Linked DNA regions of Mustela erminea: region 1 is linked to region 2. The links are chromatin contacts, called in public Hi-C maps. All regions are on one chromosome and are shown on one strand. Each heading gives the region's core, a stretch centred on a gene start, on an enhancer-like site or on the middle of the called end of the contact. The rest is flanking DNA. Distances are from core to core; before and after follow the strand shown. Region 1 has its middle 26 kb from the start of PLAU. Region 2 overlaps LOC116573240 (a long non-coding RNA gene).

Region 1 (4,425 bases), core at 830-3,329, 46 kb after region 2:
TTTCAGGACTTTTTAAAAACTTCAACATTGTGAATAAAGGACCATAGATACATATCTGATGTCCCCCGAACATATTTGACCACAGAATCCCATTTTTCAAGAACATCCAGGAGGACTAGCATTGTATAGACTCTTAGGATACCCTGAGCTATTAGTCTATAATACAGCCTTCCAGGACAGGGAACACACTGGGGTCCAACCAGTCTTTCCCATTAGCCTTATCATTTCCCATGCCAACCAGACGAGATGGGGATTCTGACAGTTGAACAAAGAGGAAGAGGTTGAAAGTGCTGAGAACCGGAGCAGAAGCCATAGATCTTGTGGGGGTGAAGGGGATGCAGGGGGTGGGGGCGTGGTGCCAGGGTTCATGGTGCTCAGCTTCTAGGTCCCAGATGAGAAAACGGACATTCAGACAAGCAGCCCTGTGGCAATATGATTTGTTGTTTTCTCTTCAACTGCAAAGGGCTGTTCTGAATGTTGCTTAGGAGAGGTGCCAGAGCACTCTGAGGGCAAAATACTAGGTCTCTGGGAAGATAACTTCCTGTTATCCAGGCCTCATGTCCCAGCCCAGAGCGGAGGTGGGGTGGGTGGGGTGGGCTGCACGCCTGAGGCCAGTGTCCCCTGGGTGAGGAGGAGGATGTTGGACTCCTGGAGAATTTCCAGGAAGACTTCCTGCTCTGAGAAAAACAATGCAACCACAGGAAAAGGCTCTGGGGCCTATGGGATGGGAATAATGGCCCAGAGCAGGAGGTTTTCAGGGGCTAGAGGCTTGTACAGAGAGCAGCTGGGAGCAGAGGAACCTCCCTCCTGGCATCAGCTATATTCCTGAAGCCCACTGAGTGCATTCCTTCACCTAAGGGTGACAGGCTGGGAGCTGGAAGAGGGGTACCGGTGACTTCTGAAACCCCCTTTCCTCTGCACTCTGCACTAAGTGTAATATTTCACTGTGGCCTGGTTCTTGGAGGGTAGGGGTGGAGAGCAGACAGTGGACTAGGAGGCCCATTTGGCTAGGACCTCCCATTTTTGAAGGGCCTCAGATACAGACCTGAAATGTGGGGCTTATGTATCTGGCACAGAGCTGCCCTCAGTCTTACTTACTGGGATCAACAGAAATCATGCATCCCCAGCATGTCCCATTACCAGACCACGTCCACCACTGCAGTGTGCTGTAAATTCTTTTCATACAGCTTGTGAATGGTACCATTAAGTTACAGTATGTGTGTGGAGGGAGTGGGTGGGGGTATCACAAGGCTTAATTTGCTAAGTATAAATATTTGAAATAAGCCACAATTTTAATAGTTTGGGGGTCATTAAAAAAAACACAGGGGACACCTGGGTGGCTCAGTTGGTTAGGCGGCTGCCTTCGGCTCAGGTCATGATCCCAGCGTCCTGGGATCGAGTCCCACATCAGGCTCCTTGCTCGGCACGGAGCCTGCTTCTCCCTTTGCCTCTGCCTGCCATTCTGTCTGCCTGTGCTCGCTCTCACTCTCGCTCTCTCTGTCTCTCTGACAAATAAATAAATAAAATCTTTAAAAAAAAATCAGGAACCATAAAAATGGAAATAGGAAACATATTTTTAAAAATAATAAAATGCAAGTACTCTGGCCCTATCTTCACTTGTGAGAGGGATAAGGGGAGTGCCAAGCAGGAGGCTCAGAGCGCTGTCCCAGCTGGGTGCTTGGACTGAGCTTCTGAAGGACAGACTATCACACCAGCCCCTAGGCCCTGTTGGGAGTTCTTCCTTCCCTGCTCTGGCCAACTCTGGCTCCATCCGTATTCCTCTAGCGGCCTCTGCTGGGCTGGGGGGGTGAAAGCGGCCGGGATAGGGTGGCGCCCGCCCCTCGGGCTGGGTGAGATGGCCTGAGGGGCAGTGTGTGGACCTTGCTGTCAAAGGGGGCTCAGAGAAGATAAGCTCTGGCTACCTCAAGGTTGTTTATGGCAGACTCTGGGTTTTAGAAATCATTCGGACAGTGGTGCTGAGGAGGGGAGGGAAGTCCAGGTCTGAGGGCAGCTGGCTTAGCCCAGGGAGAGAAATGATCTGTTGCTGGGTGGGGATGAATGACTCAAGTTCTGCCCTTCTATTTCCACCTCCGTATGGATCATGACCCTCTCTGAGAAGGTCAGACCTCCTCCATGCAGCTGGTTGGGTCATGAACTCTCTGATTCAGAGAGAGGAATAGGAAGCCCGCTGAGGCTTCTTGGCCACAGCTGAGTTCTCCGATCCAACTTTTACTCAAGACCCTTGTTCTGAGGGCACGCGAGAGCCTTACGGCCACTTACTAAAAACACTTCTTCTTGCCCATGTGGCATTCATCCCTGTGAACTAGATGGAAGCATTCAGGTCCCCAGACTCTTCTTCGCACATACTGGTGACCAAGTGGGATCCTGTGAGTATTTAGGATAAAAATAACACACGGGAGCCCACAGCTTACTGCAGCTGCCGGGGCTCGTGACAGAAGCTGGTATCAGGTTGTTGAGGAAAGAGAGCCTTTTAGGTCTAGCAAAGGCGCACTTCAACCAGACAGAGGTTGTAGTCATCATGAATAAAGCAGATTATATCACCACAGCTTGCTTTACCCCCTTCACCCTGTTTCTCATCCAATATCGCAGATGGAAACTTTAAACTATAGAAAAGGGGCACCTGGGTGGCTCACTGGGCTAAAGCCTCTGCCTTCGGCTCAGGTCGTGATTCCAGGGTCATGGGATCGAGTTCCGCATCGGGCTCCCTGCTCAGCAGAGAGCCTGCTTCCTCCCCTCTCTCGGCCTGCCTCTCTGCCTACTTGTGATCTCTGTCTGTCAAGTAAATAAATAAATAAAATCTTTTAAAAAAACTATAGAAAAAACAGCTCAGTTTCACATGAACTAAGAACTCTCACGTGTGATGTTTGGGGCCATTAAGTTGATAGTGGTAACAGCTGTCCCCAATTCTGTCCCCTTTCTCTTTTTGTGTATTACCCAGTCATGAGACAGTTTCAGCAGCTCCTGAAATCATGCCCCCCTCTATTTGTATGCCCAGGTCAGCCCTGGCTCGCCTCTGCACAGACCCTTATCATGACTGTGGACTTCACAGGCCAGAAACTATGGCTCCACCATAAGAGGGCGGTTGGGTTTTTTTTAAATCAATGGACAGTAAAGAGGAAATGAATATGTGTAACCATTGAAAAAGCCCATTTCTAGAGCAGTCTGTGTTTAGGAATCAAGTTTGCTCAGACTCGGGATTACTATCTGGAATGTATAGGAAACTCCCACAGATCAACAAGAGAAAGACCAGAAACCCAATGGGAAGTGAACAACTGATAGATCAGGAAATCACAGAAGAGAAATCAGAATGGCTCACCGGTGTGTGAAGAGATGCTCAACCTTAGGAGCATTCTGAGCAATGTCAATTAAAACATGATATCACTTTGTGTTCATTAGAGTAGCAAAAGTTAGACAATTCATATGTTGTTGGTAAGGATGTGGGAAAAAGGCAACCACAGGAGGGGGGTAGTATAAACTTGTAGAACCATTCTAGAAGCCATCTGACTCTATTTCATGAATTTAAATATGCTATACCCAAAGAGCCAGCAATCTTACTCCTGGGTATAGTGCCCTGGAAAAAACTTGCAGACACATCCCTAATGGAACATAAGCAAGCATATTTGTTAGAGGAATGTGTAAAGAGGCAACCTAGGAGTTCATCATTGGAGAAAGGATGAAGTGAAGTGTATGGATGGCCATTTTACAGTACTATGCAGTAGTCAGATGTAATGAACCAAATGTACTTAGAGCCACACAACAATATTAAAAACATATGTCATGTAAGGAAGAAATACACTAAAATTTATGGCATAATACCATTTATGTAGGCTAACATCACACCTATCCAGAAAAGAACACTATGTTATCTTTTAAGAATGCCTACAAACCCAAGAACATATATTTTTTTTAACAACAATTTTCTTTTTTTAAAAAAGAGTTACAGGGGTGCCCGGGTGGCTCAATTGGTCTGCCTTTGGCTCAGGTCATGATACAGAGGTCCAGGGATCGAACCCTGCATCGGGCTCCCTGCTCGATGGGGAGTCTGTTTCTCCCTCTGCCCTGTCCCTGCTTCTGCTCTCTCTCAAATGAATAAATAAAATCAAAAAAGAGTTAGATATTGATTTGTAGCTTTCTTTTCTTTTTCTTTAAGATTTATTTATTTTAGAGAGGGAGGGAGGGCAGAGGGAAAGAGAGAATCCTGAAGCCAACTCCCTACTGAGTGGGGAGTCCAACATGGGACTGCATCCCACGACCCTGACATCATGACCTGAGCCCAAATCAAAAGTCAGATGTTTAACTAATAGTGCCATCCAGGAACCTCCCAAGGACAGGTATTAAATGCATTACAGTGAGGCCCCTTTTGGAGTAAGGAGAAGGGTGAGTCAGTAGGGGGATGAATTGGGG
Region 2 (3,995 bases), core at 1,338-3,837:
GGTGCTATTTAACATAGGGTAATCAGGGAAGGCCCTCTGCTAAGATGAACATATATGCAGAGAGCTGCAGGAAATAATGTTGCTTTCAGTAGGTCGTGTCTTTGCTGAAATGCTGTTTCCTTCAGAATTAAGCATGAATGCTCATGCATAACCTCCCAGAACCTCTGTAATTCTAGTTGGTTTTGTGATTTCATACAGCTCCCAGAATGCCCCTGCTTCTACAGACATGCTTAACACATTAAGAATGTATATGTCTAGGTTCATAGTACTTATCTCTGATTGTGGTATCAGTGTGAACTTCTTCCTCTTCCTTAGGTTTGCTTTCTAAATTTTTTTTATGCTGAACGTAGATTACTTGAATAACAGCAAGAAACACAATGCCACGTTTCTCCCTCGTCGTCTTATTATAATTTTCGTACAACTCTGCAAGGTAAATTTTTTTTTTTGGCAAGGTAAATTTTATATCCCCATTTTACAGATGAGAAAACTGAGGCACAGAGAAGTTAAGCTAGTCCTCTGAACTCAGCTCTTGAAATGTTTGGCACCTGATGACAGGCTCGCTGTTTGCTTGTTTTAAATTTTAGTTTGGCCTTCTGGTTAAAGCATAGGTTTCTTAAGGGCGGAGTCCTTACTTATTCTCATGTCTCCCTCTTCTTCCCTCCTCATGCTTTTATCAGACGACTATGTACTGGACGTAAAGGGTGCTTTTTAATGGATTGGTCCGGTCCATGTCTGATCTATTGTTATGATATGGTTCATTGTCTTGCTGGTGGTGCCATCGTGTATACTCTTGACCCTGGGCCTGCAGGTGGAGAACCTGAAGATCCTGGGGCACAGAGATAAGAAAGTTGGACCTCCACCCCCAAAAGGGCAGTGATTCGGCTTGTCCACTAGAGGCCGCAGTAGGCTCGGGTTTAGAGAGACATCAGGGCTGTAGATTACTCAGCAGACCCCACCCCAGGAGTCATTTCCAGTCCCAAATCTGTCTGAGAGCCCACAGGCCCAGAGACAGCCTATCAGTGCATCTGGCTCCAATTCCTTCCAATAGTTCCTCAGATTCGCGGACCTGGAATAAGTTAGCTCCAAAATAAAAGGTGCTGATGGCAGCTGCTGGCAGGCTCCAGATGCCCCTCAATTAGCTCAATCTACCAACATGCACGGAGCACTGTACTGAGCGCCTACTGTGTACCACGCAGCGTGCTAGATTCTGGGACTAGCCTGGTGAACAAGACAGACTCTGTTCCTGCCCTCCCAGCTCTTATGATCTAAGGAGGTACACAGACAAGCCTAAAAACATTGTATTGTATTTTAAGTGGCTAACATGATTTCTGTTCCAGGATTAGTTCTCCTTGGGTCTCATTTCGGTGTGGATTATCCCATGGGATATCTACCTGCTTTAGAGAAATGAGATAAATAAAGGTGAGAGGCAGAGAAAAGAAACTGTCCACATTTGGAGAATCACTGTGGAGCCCCCCTCATTGGCAGATCTTGGCAGATCTGAGGGTGTTTGGGGTTGGGGTGGGTACTGGGGCAAGGAAATGCCAGGCCACCTCTCCACAGCTTTTCTTCTCTCCTTTTTCCAAGTGACCTGAGAGCTTTGCTTGGAAAGGAAAGGAGAGTCCCCAGATTTTGGGGTGTGACCCAGACTGCAGGTTTTCTCACTATTTTTTCATTGCCTCTTTCTTTTCTTTGTTCCTTTTTCTCAGATTATTTGTCAACCAATATATTTATCAAATGAAGATTATGTTCAGGTTATCTCTTTTTACCCAGAAGCATGAAGTCAAGGAGTTGCAACAGTTAGGGAGATGAGATAATCAGAGAGGGGGAAGAGACAGACGCCCATGCAACGAAGCATTTTGACAAGTACAAATCGGTGGCTACGGACACTCATTGCTGGGGTCGATCCCTGGGGCTGATGTGGTCCGGGGAGGCTTCCTTCCTAGACAGGGAGACCAGGACCTTCCAAGATGAGCCCTCAATCTATCCTGGTAGGGTTTTTCTGTGAGAGACATCCTCAGAGAACAGAGGGGAGGATAAAACAGCCCCCATGCCCCAGCTGTTCATTCCACTGTGCCTGGACAAGGGGCTCAGAGGCCCATGTGCTCAACATTCCTGAGAAGCAGCTTCTGAGTCAGAGCCCCAGAAACAGCTGAGGCAGCTTCAGGCTGGAGTCTTGGCTCTCTTTTCCCCTTTTCTGTCCAAAAGCAACTCCCTCCCTAGCTATTTGGATGTGACCAGAAACCCAAGCAGGGCTCTGGGGTGGCAGCCTGGCTCAGCCAGTTTATAAAATGCCTTTGGTCCCTGCATCCGGTCCTAGGCTGCAGCCCTTAGGTAAAGGCGTGTGCCCCATACCATCTATGCCAGGAAGTCCAAGGGGTGAGGAAGATTCACCCCATGCCTACAAGTCAAAGCTCCCAATGCAGCCATTGTTGGGCTTCCTCCGGGAAGGGGTCTTAACTAGGACTTGGCTGGAGTGAAGACAGCAGCATTCCCTGGGCAATCTGCCAGCTCCTTCTCACTGCCTGGGCGTGGGGCCCAGGACATGCCAGGGCAATGCCAGCGAGCTGACTCAGGGGGCGGCATGAGGGGAAGAGAAAAACCCTTCTCACCCACCAGCTAAGAGAGGAGGTGCAGCTTACCCGAGGCTGGCTGTGACTGTCCTGTAGCGCAGACCACCAGCAGGCTCTGTGGGAGGGTCCCCTCCTCAGCCACTGAACCACCAAGCACCACATGTCCTGGGGCCCCCAGCAGGAGGTCAGGAGTCCCCCTCTCCCCCGACCCCAGTCCCCTTTCCTCCAAAGACCTCTAGATGTGCAAAGCTGGATTCCCAAAACCCCCTGCTGCGATTACTTCAGGCCCTGCCATTGTCACTTCCTTAAGACTGTGACCTTGAGCAAGCCACTTTGACTTTGGTGAGTCTTTTGATTCCTTATATTTAAGGTGGGACGGGTAATGCCTGCTTGTCCCAAAGGACTGCAGTAAGGATCAAATAAGATCATCTCTCTGAAGGATACTTAAATACTTTCCAGCTCGTTTATAATAAGGTATTATTATTGTCATGGTTATTCCTAAGACGGGCATTAAAGCCACTGGCCCTTGAACCTCAAAGTCCTCCTCTTTGCCTCTTTTGTCTGTCAAGTTGCTGCTTGTTAACCCAGGCCTGAGCCTCAGAGGCAGTGACACAGGCTTTTCTGCAGGGTGCTGTGGTGCCAACCTAGGGAAGCAGCCTCCCCTAGCCCAGCTCTGTTAAACAGGTTCTTTCCCTTCTAATCAGACTCCTCCAGTCCAGTTTGCCTGCAGTGATGACAAAGGAACCGAAAATAGCACAGGCTCTGCAAACACGGCTGGAGACAGCTTGGGGCATAAGGTGTAGCCTGTCACCCGTGGGCCTGTCTGGGCATCCCGGCCAGGTGCAGCCCTCACCCCTCTAGGGCCTGGTGTGTCTTCCTCCATGCAACAGAGGATGACAGTGCCTCCTGTCAGCACTTTAGGTGGCTGAGTTGGAATCACTGCCTAGAAAGTTGGCTTGACTAGAGGTGCTGGGGGTGGGGGCTCACAGCTCTCCCCAACCAGCTCCTCACACACACACACTCTTGAGGCCTCTCCCTGCACCACGCTAAGATCGTGCAGAAAGGCAGCTGTCTTACAGTTCCGGGAAGGGCTGTGACTGGGAGCCGGGAGAGTCTGATTCTGAGGACCCTGCAGCCAGCAGGCCCTGGCTTGTCACTCTTGCTGCAGAACCAGTTTGGGATAGGCAGCTGCTGGGCCTGACTCTGCTCTGAGACTTTGCATGGGGACCTGGTGTATTCAAACGAGGAGGCATGCAGGGAGCCAGGGGCAGGAGCTGCCAGACCTCAGAGCAGTGTTCCTCATCGCTGAGACCTCCCTAACTCCCCATCTTGGAAGCTGTCATTTTCATGCAGCACTGAGTCTCACTCTTAGAACTTTCTCATCCAACTCTGCCTTAAACACTTTTCTCTAGCCAAGGTATTCCT

What was found. A called contact is a pair of places that touch in the nucleus more often than the background predicts.
Region 1: a Hi-C map of fibroblasts shows a contact between it and region 2, with 5 times the contacts expected there. The contact joins two enhancer-like sites. A contact is called at or near these places in 3 of 3 Hi-C or Micro-C datasets (fibroblasts, skeletal muscle and spleen).

What each region holds. Positions count from the first base shown.
Region 1 is chr14:39,782,907-39,787,331 of mMusErm1.Pri, forward strand. No RefSeq gene overlaps it. Among named protein-coding and RNA genes, the nearest start is that of PLAU, 26 kb to the left of the region's middle. Within about 2 kb of position 2,080, the one cell type or tissue checked has open chromatin away from gene starts, as enhancers often do. A contact at or near this core is called in fibroblasts, where this site is marked.
Region 2 is chr14:39,736,389-39,740,383 of mMusErm1.Pri, forward strand. The region is part of intron 1 of LOC116573240 (a long non-coding RNA gene); the gene reads left to right. Among named protein-coding and RNA genes, the nearest start is that of CAMK2G, 11 kb to the left of the region's middle. Within about 2 kb of position 2,588, the one cell type or tissue checked has open chromatin away from gene starts, as enhancers often do. A contact at or near this core is called in fibroblasts, where this site is marked.